Linked DNA regions of Mus musculus: region 1 is linked to region 2. A link is a contact called in public promoter capture Hi-C data. All regions are on one chromosome and are shown on one strand. Each heading gives the region's core, a stretch centred on a gene start, on an enhancer-like site or on the middle of the called end of the contact. The rest is flanking DNA. Distances are from core to core; before and after follow the strand shown.

Region 1 (5,729 bases), core at 1,891-4,390, 130 kb after region 2:
TACAGAGAGCCTAGAAGTATTGCTTGACTGTGAACCTTGAATAATAGGGGTGGAGATTTCCAAGTCCCGAGTTCAGGGACAGACCAGGGGCAGGGTGATTTTCCACTGGTCTATTACCCTAAAGAAACAGATCAGAGAAATGAGATAGTGCACTTAAAATCACCCAGCAAAACCAGGATTTAGATGCAAGTCTATCTGGCCCCATGAATCTTGTCATTGTCCCAGCTTGGTTCCTAATTAGCCCCAGCCCTGCCTTGGATTCTCTCACCCTGTACCTCTCTGGACCCATGGCCTCCAGGACAACGTCACATCTCTACTGGCCACCCCAATAAGGCTCCTCTCTTCAACCATATACTCCTCTCCTGTGCTGGGAAAGCCACGGTACTACATTTTTCTACATCAGTCTAGGATTTGTCTGGATCCTCTCTTGACAACCAGCAGGAATTCACAGTAAATCTGAGCACAGTACACCCAACACCCAGTACACCCAACACCCAGTACACCCAACACCCAGTACACCCAACACCCAGTACACCCAACACCCAGTACACCCAACACCCAGTACACCCAACACCCAGTACACCCAGTACACCCAACACCGGCTCCTGCCTCCACTTCCCTGCTTGGCCTTCCTGGTGCTTTGATGCCCATACCTTGAGCTCCTCATCCAGCTGGGCCTGTAGCTTCTCCATCCCCGGAGGGAATACCAGGCGGGCAGGGAGACAAGTAGACCGCTTCAGCACCATGGGGTTAGCACCATTGAGAAACTGGTACCCAAAGAAAGCATCCTCTTTCCAGGAGTTTCGAACCCGCTCTAGGGATAGGAGGAGGACGTGTCTAAGATCCAACTTCCTGGTCCTTCCAACACCCACCAAAACATCCCTACTTGACCCAGACTACCAGAGATGTCAGACAAAAGCCTCTGACCCACCCACCCTCAACCCGGCTTTCTCGATCTCCTTGCATTGGGAAGAGTTTTGGGGTAAGAGTAATTTGGGGGTAGGTGTACTTACCAGCCATCTTGGTGTGGCCACTCTTGAAAACATAGTTGAAGTCATCTAGGCTTTTCCAGCAGGTCACAGTGTTTTTAGGGAAGTTAATAACGGTGTCCATTGTCCTTCAGGGAAGAATGGGGCAAAGGATGTGACAGTTATACTTAGAACCAAACATTACAGCCAAAGGTACCATAGACGAGACCAGCACACACCCACCCTCAAGCCGGGCACTCTTGCCCTCACCCCAGAACCTGTGAAGCTTCAAATTCAAGTCTTTTGTCCTCTCGAAATCGCTGGTCTACAGGGAGGTCAGAGATACTGGTCGCCGCCACGTTCAGGATTGTGCCATCCTTCCAGTTGCCCCACCTGAGGGCAGAAGTGACATCAGGCACGGGCACTGCAGAGGCAGCTCGCCATGGGTCCCCTGGGTCAGCCTCACCTGTACAGACTCCTCCTTTCTTCCAGTTCCTCCTCCCTGTGGTTCCTGAACAGGCCTTGAGAGTCTTCAACCACGGTGCAGCCTAGAAGCCGAGGAGGGAGACACTCTGGATGTCTTCTGTGAGCTTCTCTACCCCCTTCCAGCTGGCTGTACCTCTTCAGGCAGCCCTGGCTGTCCTCTGTGCATGCATCTTCATGTCCCTCCCTGAAGCCTCCGTGACATCTGGGCCAGCTTCAGCTACTCTTTCTTTGACAACTCATTTAAAACACCAAACAAACAGCCCAGCTTCCAGGCTCCAGCTCCCACACGCTGCCTCCCCTTCCTCACACAACTGAGGCTCCGTTCCCCCTATGCCTCTTCACACACACACACCCCACCCCTCTGCTCACCAGTGCCCTCAGGGAGGTTCAGGATGCTGGTGCCCTGAACCCATCGGTAACAGGGGAACGTGTACTCCGATCCCTGGTCTCCGGGGCCCTTCACAGAAATCCAGTTGCAGAACCAGGCGTCCTCTTTGAGATAATGCCATTTCTGCACTCTCACAAACAGCAGTGGCCCAAGGTATTCTGACACATCCACCTTGAATTCTGCCTCCTGCAGATAAGCACAGGGGCGCAGAATGGGGTGCTCAGGCTGAGTTCTGCTTCCACTGGGCCACAGGAAAAGTGATGAAAAGAGGCTCCATGACACCACTCAGGGTTGTCACCTCAACCAAGAGTGAGAGGGTTAAGGATGGACGATGGACGATGGGAAAGTACACTCCTTCCTCCCCGGGGGGTGGGGGGAGGACTAGAGGAAGGGGAATTCTGGAAACTCTGCCAGAGGCCCAGTGAGGAACGGGTCAAATGGGAGACCCCACTAAGGCAGAGAACCCATGGGAATTCCATTTGGCCTGAGCCAGGGTTTCTACAGGATGGTCTCCAGGGAGAAACCTGGATTTGGAGAGGCGGGGTTGGTGAGAGAGAATGAAATCAGAGAAGACACGAGGCAGAGTCCATGGAGAGCGTAGAGGCTGAAAGGACCAGCGCCTTCATGAAGCTAGGGCCCCCAGCGCCTTCATGAAGCTAGGGCCCAGAGAGCCGTGGGGACTGGGAGCCAAACAGGACCAGGTCCCGAGGGACCGAGAGTAAGCCAGAGGCTTGGCAGTTCGTAGGGAAGAAGCTGGAGACACTGGGAGGCTTTATCAGGCAGACTGTTCTACAGTAGGAACGAGAGAAGATGGTAAATCTTAAGCTTTAAAAAATTAGAGACATTCGGGCAGCTGACACTGCTGATACTGGCACTACTACTGTACCGCAGAGTTCTGTGAAGTGAGGGACGCACAGAAATATCCCACTCAATGAGGCCAGGAGGCAGCAACTGTTACTGAGCGCTCACCGAATGCCTCTGTGCACCCTTTCCGCTTTCCGAGGCTGTGAGCTCCTTCCTCAGAGTTCAGGGGCCACGCATCAGGGTTCCTAGGGATTTCTTTGACTTTGCCCCCGCCCCCGCCCCCAGCCCCTCACCCTGCCGCCTCCCGGGACAGCCAGAGCTCTGCGCAGCTCACCGAGTTCCGACAGGGTCGGAACAGCTTCCCGAGAGATGCCTCCCCATGCTGTCCGATCAACCACAGGTAGACCTCGTTGTTGGAGCCCGCGTACACGGAGTCCCCGGTGGAGACGCGGATGCGGTAGACACCCATCTTGCAGATGAAGTTTTCTCCCTTCTGAGAATCAAGAGGGGTAGACGGGCTAAATAAGAAAGCCGAGGCCCCGCCCCTTCAGAAGTCTAGTTTAGGGTTGAGCTGTAGGTGGCAATTAACCCCGCCTCTGTCACTTACTGGGGCCCCCAGCACTTGCTGGGGGCCTCGTTCCAGCCCAAAAAAGGCGGGGCTCTGGGCAAAGCTGAACTCTCAAAAATCATCTTGGTGAGAGGAGAACAGGAGGGAGAAGTAGATGGGGATTTGAAAAGAAAACATGCAAGAAAGAATCAACATCTGGTCCAGTCCCTTCTGCCCCCGTCACACCTTCCTCCACGCGCGCTCACTCTCTCTCTCTCTCTCTCTCTCTCTCTCTCTCTCTCTCTCTCTCTCTCTCTCTCTCTCACACACACACACACACACACACACACACACACACACTCTCACACGCACATACATCCACTCTCCAGTGCGCGCATCACAGATGGGTTTTCCCATGCCCAGGGATAATCTTAAGGTTGCAGGTGCTGTGCAGCATTTAAAGGCGGCACATTTTAGCCACCCGATTAATTCTACCAGCTCTGTACACTTTGCCCATCCTGAGGCAGGCTCTGGGCTCATCCCTGTGAGTTTCAAAGCATCCAGATATCTCCCGATGTCTGCATAATAAAACCCCAAATTACCTGGCCTTCAAAGCCCTCGGAAACCTGATTTTCTCCCTTCCCCACACTGCACTCCTGCTGAAGCCCCTTGCTCCCCAGAGCCACCACCAAAGACTCCATGTTATTTGCTGAAGAATCATGTACTCGGGGTCCACCCTACTCATCCTTCCAAATCCTGAGGAGACTCTAGCTTCTCAGTGAAGTGCCTTCTACACCCCACCCAGAGACAACCAGCTTCTACCGCCTACCCCAGAAGCGCTTCTGCTGATGCCTGGCTAATGCTGGACCCTGATCATCCTTGTGTCAGTATCACCGGCTCACAGGAGCGCCTCCTAGGCCAAGACCGCATCCAGCAGGGCTTATTCGTTTATTGTTAACTGTTGCTACACCTGGAACCCACTGAGCTGAATGCAACTGTACATACATCCTTCCTCTAGGGAGACATGGGACCACAAAGACTCTCAGTCCATGTGACTAATAAGAGTAATAAAATGACCTTTGGTGCCATTCTGGCATGGAGTGTTATAAACTGAATTAAACAAAGACAATGAAAATGTGTCTGGTGAATGGCAATCTCCACTATGAGTCAGTTCTGTGCACATCCCCAAGCTAACACACCCCTTCCATTGAAATAAGAATCACATATTTGCTAAGCCCTGACCCGACCGCCGGTGGAACTGAGGTCAGCATTACTCTCAGGCACGTATGGTACTTACTGGAACGTTCGCTAACCTGAATTGTTCTGTTTCTGTAAATGCAAGGCTCTCTGCTCCCGAATCAAACAGAAATGCCATGGTGACACAAATGTGCCCTATTCTTCTTAAACGTTCCTATCCTGTCCTGCTTGCTAATGGGCATCACAACTATTTCAACAGGAGGTACCAAGCTTGTGATTTTTACCTTCACCCCAGCTCACTTGGCGCAGGGCGTCTTCTAGATTGGTAGTCACAACAGTGTGTATCCCTGGATAGATCTCTCTGTGTGGCTCAATTAAAAAAATCATATTCATAAAAGGCTCATCCTGGACTCCTCTTGGGTAAGAACAGCCCTTGCTGTAACACCATGTCTGTCTCTGTCACACACAGGGTGACATAATCCATACACCCCCTGCTCTGCACCCCCCACATTTAACATAGATCAGGAAATCGGTCCACAGTAACGAACATGGATCTCCCTTAACTTTGAAGGTTGCTGTTGTTTTGCTGTAACATAGTCTACCAGCTCCTTATAAATAGATATTCAAGTTATCAGCAATCTCCTGTAACAATTTTTGCTTATAGCAATAAATCTACTACTTCTCACAGGTAAAGATGTAAATGGTAAAAAAAAAAAAAAATACTAGAAATGCAATTTATAAGGTAAATGCATGTGTAATTTTGACCAAAAGTAAGGAATCCCCACCGTTGGCTGGAAAGATAACACTTACTTTGTAGCATGGACGTGGTTTGGGTCCTGGCACTTACACAGTGGCCTCACAACCATCCGTGAACTCCAGTTCCAGGGAATCTAATCCCATCTTACCCCTGTGAGCATGAGACATGTGCAAACAGGCAAAGGACTCACATATGAGGAAGTATAGTTGCCTGCTTTAGAAAGCTGTGCTGAGCCCCAGTACAGGGGAACACCAGGGCCAAGAAGTGGGAGTGGGTGGGTAGGGGAGCAGGGGCAGGGGGTACAGGGGCTTTCAGGATAGCATTTGAAATGTAAATGAAGAAAATACCTAATAAAAAATTGAAGAAAAAAAAAGAAAGCTGTGCTGATTTGTGGTTCTATCAGTGTACAGTGTACGAATATCTGTTCTCCCTTACTCTTCTCATTGGTGTGTGATAACCATTTTTACCTTAGATAATCTAGTAGGATTTTTTTATATATTGTTTTCTCTGACTGGCTGCCCCACTTTCCCATTGAGTATCCATCTATTTCTGAAAGGTTTGTAAGACAACTCACACTCTAGG
Region 2 (5,724 bases), core at 1,548-4,047:
ACCTTTTAAGCCTTCAGTTAATAGTTAAGGGGAAGATGTTAAAGATCAGAAGGTTCTGGCATCTTGAGCACAGCGAACTTTAACCAGACGTTTCAGACATTTGGGTAGGGGCCCACTGGGCCAAAGGAAAAGATAAGACACTGACAAGTTAGGCCAAGCCAGGTCTTCTGAAAACCAAGCCTGAAGTTTCACTGTTGTCTTCCCACTCAGACCTTCTTAGACCCAAGTTCTGTCCTCCTGTGAACTCACTTTAGGACTGTTATGATTGGCTATGCAGGCGGTACACTGTTTACATACTAGAGGGCACCATTAACACATACCATTGTGGAACTAGTTCCTTCCCCCAACTAGACAACATGACATCCCCGGCCCAGCTGGCAACCCCACTTCTCTTACCTGATAGAGGAGCCCCCAGCAGCCCGCCGATACTCTCGATCATCTGCACCAGTCCCATACCACAGTAAATCCTTCCAGTCCCCACCAGTTCAGGAAGCACGGAGAAGGCCACTGGGGTCAGGGCTCCTGATGTGAAACCATAGGCCACAGCCAGGACTACCAGGGTTGAGGAAGCCTGAGCAACAGGAAACAGGGCTAGTGACACCCCAGTCAGGGTGGTCCAGAGCATCAGAAGCCTGGCCACAGGCCCTGGGACTGCATCTCCCAGCCAACCAGATGCCACGCGCCCCACGAGGTCAGAAACAGCAGCCACTGAAAGTAGGAAGGCCGCAGGCAGTGGGTCCCAGCCCAGGTCCTGCAGATGGGCCACCAGGTGGACGTATGGAATGAAGAAGCCAGTGTTGATCAGGGTGAGGGCAGCAGTGTATCGGAGGAAGGGACCATGGCGGAGGAGAGAGGTGATCTGGGCCCCAGGGCCACCCACAGCAGCGTCTTCAGTCAGGGAGAGTGGGCGGAGGAGAGCACCACAGGCCATCAGGTGTAGTGAGAGGGCAGACACTAGCAAGAGGGCCCCTCTCCAGGCATAGTTGTTGATCAGCCACTGGAAGAGGGGGGCAAATGCAAAAGAGGAGATGCCCACTCCAGTCAGGGCCAGCCCCATGGCCAGAGATCGACGCTGAGAGAAGTAACGGGAAAGGCAGGCCATGGTCGGAGTGAAGGTCAGGGCCCAGCCAGAGCCTGTCAAAAGGAGAACAAGGCGGGAGGCTGTGGGCTTTGGAGGTGCTCAGAACACCCAGTAATCCCAGCACAACCTTGGAGCAGACTAGCCCCTGCTTTGCACGCCCACAGACCTGGGTGTTCACAGTGCTGGGTTTTAACACTTTCTAGCTGTGTGACTTTGTGTGTTCTGCTTACTCTCCCAGGCTCAACCACCTCATCTGCAAAATGGGGTTAACACACCTTATAACAGTGGGTCCTGACCTTCCTAATGTTTTGACTCTTCAATACATGTTGTGGTGACCCTCCTCCCCCAAACCAGAAGATTATTTTCATTACTACTTCCTAACTGTATTTTTTCTACTGTTACGAATCGTAATGAAAATATCTGAAGTCAGAGCATCTGCTATGTGACCACCCCCCCCCCCCATGAAAGAATTGAGCAACTCTCCCAACGGGATCGCTACCTACGTGTTGAGAACCGCTGCTCTATGGGATCTGGGAAGACAAAAGATAGTGTTCCTAAAGTACCTAACACAGAACTTTGGAATAAGAGCCCCATCTCTACTGTTTTTGGCTACATTAATCTTCCATTGCCCGGGTATGTAAGCATCGAAAGCGTCACTATTAATTTTTTAAGTAAGCAATGATATCTATTTCGGTCTCTACCTAGCGCAATCTTAATAACAACCTCCCTTCTACCCTCCAGTCCGATGGGTTTGGGCTTGTGTTTTCTGGATTATCTCTGACTTAGTCATTCAGTTTAAGAATTCCCTTCAGGGCATAGGTTCTCCCTGAGCCTTTTTGGAAAGAGGTGGAAGAAGGTGAAAAACCCAGAAGCTTGAGATACAGGCCTTAGACTTCTGCCCTTGCCCAGGGTCTCACCTGACAGCAGCCCAATACTCAGGTATAGGTGGGTCAAGGAGGTAGCAAATGAAGCAAGCAGCATCCCCAGCGCAGCCAAGATGCCCCCAGTCATCACCACAGGCCTGGGCCCCAGCTTCGTGCTCAGGGCACTGCCTATTGGGCCTAGGGAATTGGAATGGGTTCTGCGAGGTGGTCTCCGCCACCCTCCCTCAGCATCCTCCCGACCCTTTCCCCTTTCTGGTCCCCAAATTCCCTCTTTTCTCCGAGGGTGGCAGGCCACCGCACCCGGACGCCGCACTCACTCCCAAACTGCTGCACCGCGATCCCTATGGAAGCGATCCAGGAGACTCTGGCTGCCTGCTCCTCAAACGCCGCCACAAATTCCACGAAGAAGACACCGAAGGAACGGAGTACCCCAAACACGAGCGCCGACTGGAAGAACGCTGAGAGCACCACCATCCATCCCCAGCCCCCGTCGGGGGGCTCAGCCCTGCGCACCATTCCGAAAGGAACAAAGGGGCAACTCCTAAGAGCCCCTGCCTGATCTGGGCTTTAAATCGCTCACTTTGGCCCTCCCACCTACCCTGCAGGACGCTCAGCGCTAAGCTGGGGCTGGTAGCTAGGAAGTTACTGATAAAGCATGTGGCGCCTGCGCCTTTCCCCAAGAGGAAGGAGGCCCTATAAACCGGGACCTGCCACCGACACAGGGCCGGGTTAGACCGCAGCTGAGATCCAGACTCCAGCCAGATGATTTCTTTAGTGGTCAGAAAATAAAACCAGGTTCGGGCCACAACCCTAACGAGAGGTAGTCTGGTTGTGGATTATGTTATCTTTGAGGATTTAACACCTGCCTAAGTGGGCCAACATCCAACACTTGGTTCGCCAATTAGGATGCAGGTCTCCAGAGCAGGGGGTGGATCTGGAGGGGCTGGGCGGGGTTTACAGCATTGTTCAGGACCTGCAGTGAGAGAGGGGCGCATGCGTAGGGAGGGGCATGAGGAAGATAGGTCCCACGTGACAAGGGACCTAACCCTGAGGGTTCTGCGGTTCTGCAATCACATTTCCAGACTTGCATCAAAGGGCTGGTTGTGGATAAACTGGTCCTGGCCAGGCAGAAACTCACTTGCTTAGTGAGGGATCCAAAAATTGCCATGCAGCGTGGGTATGAAGGGACAGGTTATGAGGTAAGAGTCAAACTGACAGAGCACCTGGGACGACTAGAAAAGCCCTGAAAATTCTAGACGGCTGAGCCGAGGGCGGCGGAGGAAGAGGGAAGACAGGAACGCGCAGACTGTGATCCTAGCTGCTCGGGAGGCAGAGGCAAGCTCATGGTCAACGTGGGCAATTTAGCTAGACTCCGTCTCAATTTTGTTTTTCTTTGTGTTTTTGTTTTTTACATAATTAAAAGGGGGGTTACAGGACCCATTGAACTGGTCCTGGTTCAATTCCCAGTATTGCTGTTATAAAGCGGGGAGGCGGGGAACGAGGACCGGTGACGACCCGGAGTCCTGGCATTCGTTTCTGTAATGAGAATTATTTTCCTGCCGTTTCCGACCCCACTAGCAGGAAACTAGCAGGTCACTGAGACCAAAAATAACTGAGAAGAGGAAGGGCGGCTGTCACACCACCAGAGTCCCCCATTACCACCTACTTTTTCCTCAGCAGTGCTGGAAGCTTTCTCTTAGCCTTCTAGTACTGGCCACTTCCTAACCAGTTGTTTTGTTTTTTATCTTATGCTGAACACCTTGAGAGAGGCAAGCTATGACCCTGGTCTCTGGAGCAGTCAGCCTCTTATCTAACCAGAGCTCTAGAGGCACTGCCCCCTCACCTCCTGAGAGCAAAGACTTGGGCTTTTCTTTTATGGTACCTCAGGCTCCCCAGGACTCTGACCTTTGAAACCTTGGGCTGGGAATTCATATGCAGAACAATGGGGAAAGAGGCAAACGAGAGGGGGATGGTATAAGAAGTTATGCTTTTAAGAAATCACACTGTAGGGGCTGGAGGGATGGCTCAGCAGTTAAGAGCACTTGCTGTTGTTCTTTCAGAGGAACAAGGTTCAGGTCTTGTCAGCTCCCGCACTGTTCCAGGGGATCTGACACCTTCTTCTGGCCTCCACAGGCATGTACCCATCTGGGTCACTTAAATACATGTAGGCAAAACACTACACATAAGGCCTGTCTGCAACCCCAGCTATTGAGACCGGGCTAAGAGGGTAGCAAGCTTAAGGCATGCTGGGACTTCAGACTGAGGTAAAGGCTAATCTGGGCAATTTAGTGAGATCCGATCTTAAGGAACTTGGCTGTGTTGGCATGTTCCTGTTACTCTGGTGCTTAGGAGGCAGAGTCGAGTTTGAAACCAGCCTGAGCTACATACAAGACTGCCTCAGAAGCCCAAAGAGGGGCTAGAGCGATGGCAGAGCAGGCGAAGCAGAGCTGATGCCTCGAGTTCAATCCCTGAAACTCCCTGGAGAGTGGAGAGTGACTTCATAGAGTTGTCCTCTCACCTCCACACGTACACACGCCACACATGCATGCACAGCAATAAATTAGGTAATTAGATATATACAATGAAAAGCTCCCGCTGGTCATGGTGGCACACACCTTTAATCCCAGCACTCGGGAGGCAGAGGCAGGTGGATTTCTGAGTTCAAGACCAGCCTGGTCTACAAAGTGAGTTCCAGGACAGCCAGGGCTACACAGAGAAACCCTGTCTCGAAAAAAAAAAAAAGTAAGCTCCCCTCCCTAAACCCAAGGGGGCTTGGGCTCTCCTGGAAGTCCCTGAGTTCAATCCCTTGCACAAGCAGAACCAAACCAAACCATGGTACATTTCTCAGTTGCATATATGGAAAATAAAATGCCGAAATTCTTTGGGTCTACAGTTTTGTTATAAGCAGACTCATAATAGGGATATGGCAGTGGTATAGAAAATAGTTGAATCTCAACAGAGCCCAGTCTTTACATCTTTAAAATCAGATCACAGTCCCAATATTTATTTTACTACTTTTTACATGGTCAAGATCCTTAACTTCTCAATTGGTGTCATCTGTGAACTGAAGAGAACACTCCCTACTTTTTAGAGCTGCCAGGGATTAAATTAGTAAGTTTGTGCATTTAACATAGGATAAGTAATTATAGCTGATATTATTTTTGATAGGGGTTAGACTGTATTGGAAGGTGACAGAAACTTCTGCTTAGTTTCTGTATTTTCCTTTTTTTTTTTTTTAAATAACCTAGGTTATGGACTTGTATAAAATGAAGAAATGTAAAATAAGAGCATTAGACTGAAGAAAAAAACTCAACCATGTCCTATCGCTGGTGAGAGTACTTCGGAGATCAACTTTGTCTTTATGACATCTGAGGAAAGTCCATTGGTGACTTTTGGCCTTGGGCTGGAACACACCTGTGCACCCTGGCCACACAAGTCATGGGAAAAGACACACGTACTGGACGTTAGATAGACACCAAGATGCTACCAAGGGGAGGTGCAGCAGGCACATAGGCAATAAGACTCAGCCTTCCCCTTGTGGCTGCTCTAGCCAGCCTCTGGTGTTTTGATGGGACCCGAGTCCTAGCCATCGTCTTTGGTGATGGTTGTGTGTGAGGAGGTGGGGTTGGGTTGCTCACCAGCATTTAGAACCTGAGCTAGCATAGATGCACTTTCCAGGTTTTTCCCTACTTTCTCCTCGAAGCCTCCCCACCTCAGTCAGGAAGTGACTTCAGACCGGCAGGATGCAGGTGGTTCCGG

Evidence for each region. Capture Hi-C pulls out chosen DNA fragments and counts their contacts.
Region 1: a contact with region 2 is called in a promoter capture Hi-C map of adipose tissue. The contact joins the promoter of Alox15 here to the promoter of Slc16a13 in region 2. A contact is called at or near these places in 7 of 39 promoter capture datasets (the 3T3-L1 cell line, the C10 cell line, liver and 3 more), 9 of 484 Hi-C or Micro-C datasets (the 3T3-L1 cell line, 3T3-L1-derived adipocytes, the C3H10T1/2 cell line and 6 more), 13 of 115 datasets of contacts at active chromatin or transcription factors (SST interneurons, bone marrow-derived macrophages, embryonic forebrain and 8 more) and 4 of 9 other capture datasets (adipose tissue, liver, macrophages and 1 more).

Annotation. Positions count from the first base shown.
Region 1 is chr11:70,348,891-70,354,619 of GRCm38.p6, forward strand. Alox15 (arachidonate 15-lipoxygenase) reads right to left here and starts at 3,141. Exons shown (of 14, transcript NM_009660.3): 1 at 2,981-3,141; 2 at 1,824-2,028; 3 at 1,435-1,516; 4 at 1,239-1,361; 5 at 1,014-1,117; 6 at 654-814. The coding sequence starts at 3,115.
Region 2 is chr11:70,218,197-70,223,920 of GRCm38.p6, forward strand. It overlaps Slc16a13 (solute carrier family 16 (monocarboxylic acid transporters), member 13), which reads right to left and starts at 2,798. Exons shown (of 4, transcript NM_172371.3): 1 at 2,283-2,798; 2 at 1,999-2,142; 3 at 397-1,134. The coding sequence starts at 2,481.